Linked DNA regions of Mus musculus: region 1 is linked to region 2. A link is a contact called in public Hi-C data. All regions are on one chromosome and are shown on one strand. Each heading gives the region's core, a stretch centred on a gene start, on an enhancer-like site or on the middle of the called end of the contact. The rest is flanking DNA. Distances are from core to core; before and after follow the strand shown. Region 1 holds the start of Ajap1 (adherens junction associated protein 1). Region 2 has its middle 150 kb from the start of Ajap1.

Region 1 (4,096 bases), core at 287-2,786, 150 kb after region 2:
CTGGGGACCCCAAGGCAGGATCCAGAGAAGCTTGAGCGACTCGGTAGGTGGGCAAAGTTTGCAGAGAAGGGTCTTTCTGGTCCGCCCCATAACCGCACTGGGCTTGAGTTCCTACTGGCCCGGAAGGTCCCGGACACAGACAAGCCCTGTGTGCCTGTGAGAGGTGCTTAGAGGCAGTTGCCTGTTGTCGCTTCCCCAGAATCCAAAAGCTCTCCAGACCCAGCTGTCTGCCAGCTGCGTGCGACCTTCTGCCCGGAGGTCACCCCAAAGCAGCTGGGTCGGCAGCTGTGCTCCTACTACACTTCAGTTCAGGGGCCCAGGGGCCCTAGGAACGGAGAGAAGGGCTGACGGAGCGGCTGTAGGGTTCTGGGCTTCTCCAACTCCACGGCAAAGCTGCTCGAGAACTGGGAGGGCCGGTGGCTCTCCCTGGCAGATCCAGCGTCAGCCCCGGCCCCCGAGTCCACCGCGCCCAATGGCCCGCAACTCGCGCCGGGCTCCGGAGAGGAGCCGCGCCGGGGCCGCCGGCCAGGACACTGCGCTGCTGGCGCCCTGGGCAGCGGGCGCGCCGGCCAGCCCCGCTGCCAGGTTACTGGGGCAAGCGCCCCTACCTCGACCCCACTCGACTCGCGGAGCGTAGGAGAACGGCCGCTCCCTGCCTCTCTCTGTCCGGCCTCAGGGACCAGCAGGCGGCCGCGCTCCGTGGCTTCGGGTGCACCACGCGGGCCGCCTCGGGGAGGCGAGAAGCCGTGCCTCGGTTTGCAACAGTGAGCAGCAGCCCAGCCTAGCGCCCACGCACCACCCCCCCATGCACCCTGCCTCCAGCCGGGTCGCTCACCTGAGTCCTAAAAGCTGTTGGATCCACATGGTCACGTTTCAGGGAACCCAGCCTCAGACCTTGCTTGCCCCAGCCATCTGCGCGGCGCCCGCGCCCGCTCGCTCCGGTCCCGTGGCGCCGCTCTTCGGCTTCGGGCCGCCGCCGCCACCCGCCGCCCGCCGCCCGCCGGCCGCGGGGCGCACAGCGAGTCAGAGCGCGGCCGCGCGGGGCTCCATGCCGGCCGGCGCGCCGCCGCCGAGGGGGCGCATGGCTCAGGCGGGCCGGCCCGCGGGGACGCACATCCTCCCGCCGGCTCTCGGGGCGCGGGGCCCCCACCGCAGGCCACACGGCGCGGGCGGCAGCGAGGCGGGCGCACTCCGGGTCTGTCGCCGGCCGCGAGGGTCCGAGGAGCGGGGCTTCGTCCTCCGGGGCGACGAGTAGCGAAGCGGGCGGCTCCGCAAGCCGTGCGAGGATCTAGCCTGCAGCCGGAGCTGCGAGGCTGTGATCGGTGTTGCCCGGGGGTTGAGAAGATCGCCCCTCTGGCCCACGCGGGTCGCCTCCACGCGCCGCCGGGTCGAGGGGCCTCTGTCCCAGGTTCTGACACCGATCAAGTTGCTGGAGAGCTCCGTCTAAGCGCTCGCTCTGCAGACAGCCGCGGCCCGGAGACTGCCAGAAGGCGGGCAGGGGAGGCGCGGGGCGAAGAAGCGTGGAGCGCGGGGCGTGGGGACGCGCGGCGGCGCCGCCGCGCGGAGGAGGCGCGCGGGGATCCCGGGCCCCGCCGCCCGCGCCCACCGCGCCCTCCGCAGAGCCGCCCGCGCCGCTCGGCCGCCTCCCTCTGCGCGTCTGCCTCCAGAAGCGCTTGCCCCCGCCTCCGCGAACGGGTCCCAACTCCGCCCGCCGGGCCCGGCTCACGTCACCCTCCTTCCCCGCCCCTCAACCTGGAGTCGGAGCCCCCAACCCGGCCGGTCGGCTTAGCTTGCCAGCCCACCTCGCTGGAGCTGGACTGGCGACCTGGGCTCTGAGTGGCCTGGGCGGCGCCAGAGAGAAGAACCGGGCCCACCCCTTCCCCATCCCTGGCCGCGTCCGGGTCTCCACCTTGGGAAAGGCTCGAAAGAGGCCGCAGGCTCCGATTGGACCGCCCGGCGCCGCCGGATGGTGTTGCCACGGTAACCAGATGGCATGCGAAGCAGTTAAGAGGTTCGGACCCTGTTCTAAGTACGCCCATTGAACGCAGAGGGCTGATTTGGGGAGAGGAGGTTCTCATGGGACTGGGGAGCTGAGGCTGTGCGAAAAGTTTCCTCCTGCGGAGCTGCACGGCGCAGGCGATGCGAGAGGCTGGGGAGGGTCCTCCTGGGGAGTCTCCCCACTGCCTGGGCCTGGCCTCTCTCCAGGCAGATGAAGTTTCAGCCTTTGGTTGGAGCATGCTTCTGCCCGGTTATTCAGTCTCCAGCGCAGTTCCCCCTCCTTCTTGGTTTTATGGCATCTGCTGTCTTCGCAGAGCCAGGGAGTTCTGAACCTGGCACTCCCAGACATCTTGCCCACTCTCCCACCCAGCACTCCCTGGTGCCTACCTGGTTAGTTGTGTCTGCATGTCCGGTTAGTGAAAGACAGGCTTTCTGTGGTCCCCTTTCACTGAAAGGAGTGACATAAAGGCAGAGGATCCCACGGAGGCCTTAGCTGCCTAGTCCCTGAGGAACTGTAGGAACAAAAGCCAGCTCTCAGCTCCACACATAGTGGGGAAGAAATGCAAAGCCAGGGGCCTTAGAAATGAGCTTCAGTCTGCGGTCTTCCTGCTTGGACTTTAGAGTCAGAGCCGGGAAGGTAAAGAGAGGCAACTGGGGACTTGCCAGGGTGCTGCAAGCAAGTGACTTCAGCCCAGCAGTTGCCCCCCTCAGGAGAGAGAGGGTGAGGCCTCCCTGGGAGGGTTGCTGGGGGGGGGGGAGGAGCCAGTCTTCCTGGGATTCACTGTGCACCCAGGCAGGTCCTTTTCCCTGAGCCTCCAGTCCAAGGTTTTTGGCAGCCAGAGATTCTCCCCACCCAGGCTGGACAGGACAACATGGTTCTGTTTTCCCTCTCAGGCCCTAAAGAAAGTATCTGGGAGCAAGGTAGCATGGTTGCAAGAGACTGAAGTTAGGTATGGGGTGCTACTGTCTTGGGGTCCTATGTCTATTACGCAACCTCTCCGACTCTTGGCTTTCTCATCTTACAAGACCCGTTTCCGGTGCTTTCCCTCAGGAGGTTTTAATTAGGACTAAATGAGTTGGCCCAGCGCACGTGCAGCTGCGACTAGCTGTGTGCCAGTCTGTCGTCCAGAGAGACACCCAGGTGACTCAGCGCTTTGAATGCCTGGTCACTTCTGGGTCCTCTTCCCGCAGAGCCCTGGTCCTGGGGGTTGGAGGGAGATGATCTTACAAAGTAAGGAGGCAGGGAAGTCCTAGCGGACGGAGCAAGCTGGACCCAGTTGCCAACCAGGAAGGAGATGCCTGCACTGCTGCCACCTAGCGGGAAAAGCTGGGGTGCTGCAAAAAGAGGGCCTTCCAGCAGCCTGTAGAGTCCTTAGGGAGACTTAGCCTGGGCAGCCAGGTGACTGGAGGTGGGGGTTCTGACCTGCTTTCTTCTACAGACCTTTTCACAGGCTTAGGAGACCCACTGCCCTTTGGGAAGGTGGCAAATCCCGTTCAGTCTGAGATGTTACTGAAATGTATTCTCAAAGATAACTCTAACAGGATTGGGATACAGCTGGAGGAAGAGCCTGTGTTTAGCCTGGATAAGGCCCCAGGTTCAATCCCCAGCAAACGCCCAGAAAAAGATTAATGAAGTCAATGTATGACTTAATAATGTATGCTCTTGGGGGCTGGTGAGTTGGCTCAGAGGTTCAGAGCACTGCCTGTTCTTCCAGATGACCGGGGTTCAATTCTCAGCATCCACATGGGATCTGACACCCTCACACAGACACATACAGGCCAAACACCAATGCACATAAAATAAAAATAATTTTTAAAACTGTATGTTCTTGTTGATACATTAGATAAGTAACTGACATATCCTGGTTATAACTGACAGCCAGATGCACCCTGGGACTTTTGCAACTTCATTTGCCTACAAAATGCCTCTGGCTTCTGTTTGATGTCACAGGTACCACCTAGCCATCAGCCCGCCACCCACAGTTATGACTCGAGAAAAATGTTCAACTTCCGGTGAGAGTTAACTAAGCCAAGATCAAATTCTCTTGCTCGTGTTTCTTGGCCTGATGGATACTATTCTGACGGGAAGGGGCTTGTC
Region 2 (4,493 bases), core at 414-2,913:
AGCATCTAGAGGGGAGATACTGCAGGAAGAGCCATGGACCCACTCTGAGATACTCTAGACTCTTGGGTGGGACTGAAGGTCACTGGGGAGTCCTGGTTGAAGAAGTGCCCAGCTGTCAGAGGCCTGAGGCTCACATTCCGAAGCTTCTGTGAGAAGGGCTGTGGGTGCTGAGCTCTGGGGTCTCCTGTCAGAGCCATGGTTGGGAGCTTAGAAATGGGTTCATGTGGCTTGTTTTGGAGCATACATCCTTGCCTTGCATTTGAAGCCCTCAGTGGGGACAGACTTTCAAGTTAATTCGTAATAAAGTCCAGGACAGGGGTCAGATTTCCACTCACCTCCCATGCATGGTCAGAGCATAAAGGAGATCTGTGTGTGGCCCAGCATCTGGAAAGACAGAAGCTGCCATTTGAATGAATGAATGAATGAATGAATGAATGATGAATTGATGAATTCATCAATTGAATGAATGAACAATGAATGAACAAATAGGTCAGGATTATTCCTAACTGGGGTTTTGAGATGTGTGAAATTTTGCACACTCAGAGCTTACCCACGTTGTGGCGTTTCTGTTGTTTATCCAGCCACATACTTCACCTTCGATGTCCCCATAAGACAACACACATCTCATCTCTGTATTCGCACAGCTTGGGAACTCGGGGTCAAGTTTCTCTTCCACTGACTGGGAGAATGAGTGTCGGAGAAGCTGTATAGCCTCCCTCCCTGGCTGGCAGACATCAGGACCAGAGCCACGTCCTGACTTCTCAAGTCGCCCAGGTCAAAGTTCACACTGCCACCCAGGTCAGGGCAAAGGTGAGGCAGCCAATGTTGAAAGCTTCAGCCTCTGCCATAGGCAATCCCTGAGCCTAGAGCAGTGTACTGGCTCCTGTGCTGGGTCCTGGTAGGGCACACAGGATACAGAAATTAGTCAGGGTAACATTCCTGGCATGGAATGTTTGGAGCATGAAGCTGTGTTTCTAACCGGGTAACACAGGTGAACATGCTCTTTGGGTTCCCTCTGGAGGGCTCTGCCCTGACAGAGGAATGAGGGCTAGTTTTTTATGTGAGTATACTCAACTGATGCCAGCCAGTGTCAGAAGTACCTGAGAAGCAGAAGGAAGGCGGCCCGACAGCAGACCCCCATCCCTCTCACGTTGTAACCTAAGAGCTCTCTGAGTGTGCACACACCGAGCCTGACTCCATCCTCTTCCATCTGTGTCCAGATGACCTGCTCAACTCAGGAGTTCAGCTCCAGTGGCAGCTGTAGGTTCTTCTCTGGTCATCTGACTCAGGGTAGACAGGGTCTCACGGCCAATGTCTTCTGGGCTCATGCTGTGTCATCTGCACCTCTCTGCTTGCTCTAATCTCCTTAAGCTTCCGGAAGCCACGTGGCATGTGGCATGGAACGTACCAGACCTTTCTATAGATAAGGTTCGGAGGATTGAGCACAATGACCTCGGGACCCAGAGCATGATGCAGACTGGTCAAACCACTCACTTGATCTCACACACGGAGCAGACACCCCAGGGACCAAGGAATGACTTAAAGCTGGAATTCTAGAAAAGACCCTTCTTATTCTTGCAGTGGAAGGCTGTGGAAGCCTGAGCTGGCTCATGCCCCTGCCTGTGTTCTGGGAAGCTGCAGAGCTCTCGGAGCTGACGGCAGAGGAAGGCAGAGCTAAGCCCAGAATGTGTGAGCGCTCCTTTAGCTTCTCTCCGTTACAGCTCTGCCTTCAGCTGAATTCATCCCAACGTTTGCCACCGCGTGAGCCAATAAATCCCTATTTTTGCTTCAGACAGTTTGTGTCAAGTTTTGTGGCTTACAAAAGAAAAATCTGTAATGGATCCAGTCTTCTCTCACTTCCTGAAACTTGCATCAGGCAGGGAATCTACAGACTAAAGTGCCATTTTCAGAAAACCGAGAGAGACAGCATAAACATAAAGAAAAAGCAGCAGGCACCTAACACCGTGGCTGTCACACAGCGCCCAGCCCACGTGTGGGGTGTGTGCAATGCCTCTGCCTCTGCGGTCTGACCAGCTTGTGTGAGAGGATACTCGTTGTCTCTCCATAGCTCACTCCCTCACCGAAGTTTGCAGCTTCATGTGCCTCGTCTCTGTCAGAGCTAGGGCAGAAAAAATTAGTTTGATATATTTTAGAAACTCACTCTCTGACTTCAGCATGAATTTAAAGTGAGAAATGAGGCAGCCTGCTTGGGAATCCGGTGGCAGCTGTGTCCACCTCTGCTCTTCAGTACTTTTTATTATTTATTTTGTCTGTTGGGGACAAGGATGAGGGGACACGCTGCAGAAGTTAGTTCTCTCTTTCCAAGACTGGATCCTGGGCTCCAGCATAAGGGCCCAGACTTGGCAGCAAGAACCTTTACTCACTGGGTCATCTCACTGGCCCCTCTTTATTTGGTGTGTGTGTGTGTGTGTGTGTGTGTGTGTGTGTGTGTGTGTGTGTATGCTTGTGTGCATGCACATGCATGTGCACACTCTAGGATGTGTCTGTTCATGTGTGTGCATGTGTGTGTACATGTCTGTATGTGTGAGTGCATGTGTGTGAGAGAGAATGTGTGCAAGTACATGTCTCTGTGTGTTTGTGTGCATGCATGTGTGTGTGAGTGTATACATGTGTATGCTCACACACATACACATGCATGTGCACACTCTCAAGTGTGTGACTATGCCTATGAGTCTCTATGTGTGTATGTGCATGAGTGTATATGCATGTGAGTATCTGTGTGCATGTGTGTTTGAGTGTGTCTGTGTGTGCATGTGTGTTCATGCACATGCGTGTGCACACTCTTGAGTGTGTATCTGTGCCTGTGTATCTGTGCCTGTGTATGTGCATGAGAGTGCATATGCATGGGATTGTCTCTGTGTGCACATGTGTATGTGTCTGTGTTATGTGTGCATGCATGTTTGTGTGTGTGTGTGTGTGTGTGCACATGCTTGTGGGAGTCAGCTCTTTCTTTCTCTCTCTACCTTGTGGCCTCCAGGTTCTCTGGGAATCACACAACTTACATCATCAACAAGTGCCTTTCCTAGCTGAACCATCTTGCCAGTCGCTAAAGAAATGTTGTGCACACTTATGGTGTGTATCGACATAAATCAGTTGTGCGTGTGCTTTAGAGTCCGTGGCAGTCAGAGAACAACTCTCAGGGGTCACTACTCTCTTCCCACCAATGAAGTCAGGGGTCGAATCAAACACAGGTCATCAAGCTCCAGCAGGAAGGACGATCACCTGTTAAGCCATCCACTGGTCACGTGAGCTCCGGTTTTTACAAACGGTGGGTATCATGCTTGAAGACTGACATTTTCTTTCACAATTTATTTCACCTTATTTTTATTTATGTGTTGGGCTGGTACGTGCATGAAGCCAGAAGAGGATATCAGGTCCCCTGGAGCTGAAATTAGAGGTGGTTACAAGCCCAACATGGGTGTTGGGAACTGAACTCTGGTCCTCTGGAGAAGTAGCAGTGTTCTTAACTCCAGAGCCATGCTTCCAGCCCTAGGACCAGCCTCTGTCAGTGTGAGGGAAAGTGGTAAGGGGGTGAGGGAGCTGCAGCTGCAGGGATCCAGAGCCTCAGGACTCCCTGGGTCTTAGCTCCTGCTTACTTATGGGCCTGACAACACCGTGCCATCTGAACGGTTCTGTCCCCAGCTGATTAATGTGTTTTAGAATTTTTCCCCCACCATCAACACGGATGAGTTGATTAGTGAATTAAAAATTTCCCTCTCCTTTCGGCAACCACTAAATCACATTTGCTTTAATTCATTGATTTAAATTAGGGATGGCTGCCCTCCGACAAGTCTCCATCTCACGGGGGGTGGGGGGGAAATCATTTGAAAAGTTATTTATCTTAATATCAATTAAGACTGGCTAATTAGACCTAACTTTAGCAGTTGGGCACACGGAACTTGAAGAGACTTGAAGCCCTGATAGTGTTTTGGATTTGGGAAGAGTTCAGGGCTGCAGGAGAAGGAAGCATAAGGAGATAAGACATTTGGGTGACCCTGCATCCCATGCTGATTCAAAAGAGTGTGGTGACCTCGTGCTTCCTTCTTGCCCTTCTCAGCCTCTGCATGGAGTCAGTACATCTCCCTTCTGGGTGCTTTGTGCAAGGAAAAGATGTTGCTGTAATCTATCAGGCACACTGGGCAGCATTCTGAGGACTTCACAGACAATACCAGCTTTGATGTTTCCGGGGAAATCATTCCTCCCAATGGTGGAGGAAGACCACCCCGAATCCAGCCAGTCCATGACTCCATGTGTCCCCTCCGTGGAGCGAGAGCCAAAGTTAAGGTCACAGAAGGGGAACCCAGTTCTATCACTAAGAAAATTCAGGGCTAAGACAAGGATGGCCAAGTTTAGTGATGTGATGTTTTCCACTTCAAACTGGGGGAGGGGCTCTCACCCCAGAGTCCAAGCTGCAGAAAATCATGTGGGCATAGTATCTGATGACCGGGCCAAGTTAGGTCTGTGTGCCATAA

Evidence for each region. Hi-C and Micro-C count contacts between places; a contact is called where the count stands out from the background.
Region 1: a Hi-C map of cerebral cortex shows a contact between it and region 2, with 4 times the contacts expected there. The contact joins the promoter of Ajap1 here to the enhancer-like site in region 2. A contact is called at or near these places in 1 of 39 promoter capture datasets (pre-B cells), 1 of 484 Hi-C or Micro-C datasets (cerebral cortex), 1 of 115 datasets of contacts at active chromatin or transcription factors (embryonic forebrain) and 2 of 9 other capture datasets (adipose tissue and pancreatic islet).

The regions. Positions count from the first base shown.
Region 1 is chr4:153,481,294-153,485,389 of GRCm38.p6, forward strand. Ajap1 (adherens junction associated protein 1) reads right to left here and starts at 1,537. Exons shown (of 6, transcript NM_001099299.1): 1 at 836-1,537. The coding sequence starts at 864.
Region 2 is chr4:153,326,223-153,330,715 of GRCm38.p6, forward strand. No RefSeq gene overlaps it. Among named protein-coding and RNA genes, the nearest start is that of Ajap1, 150 kb to the right of the region's middle. Within about 2 kb of position 1,664, at least 9 of the 459 cell types and tissues checked have an H3K27ac peak or open chromatin away from gene starts, as enhancers often do. A contact at or near this core is called in cerebral cortex, where this site is marked.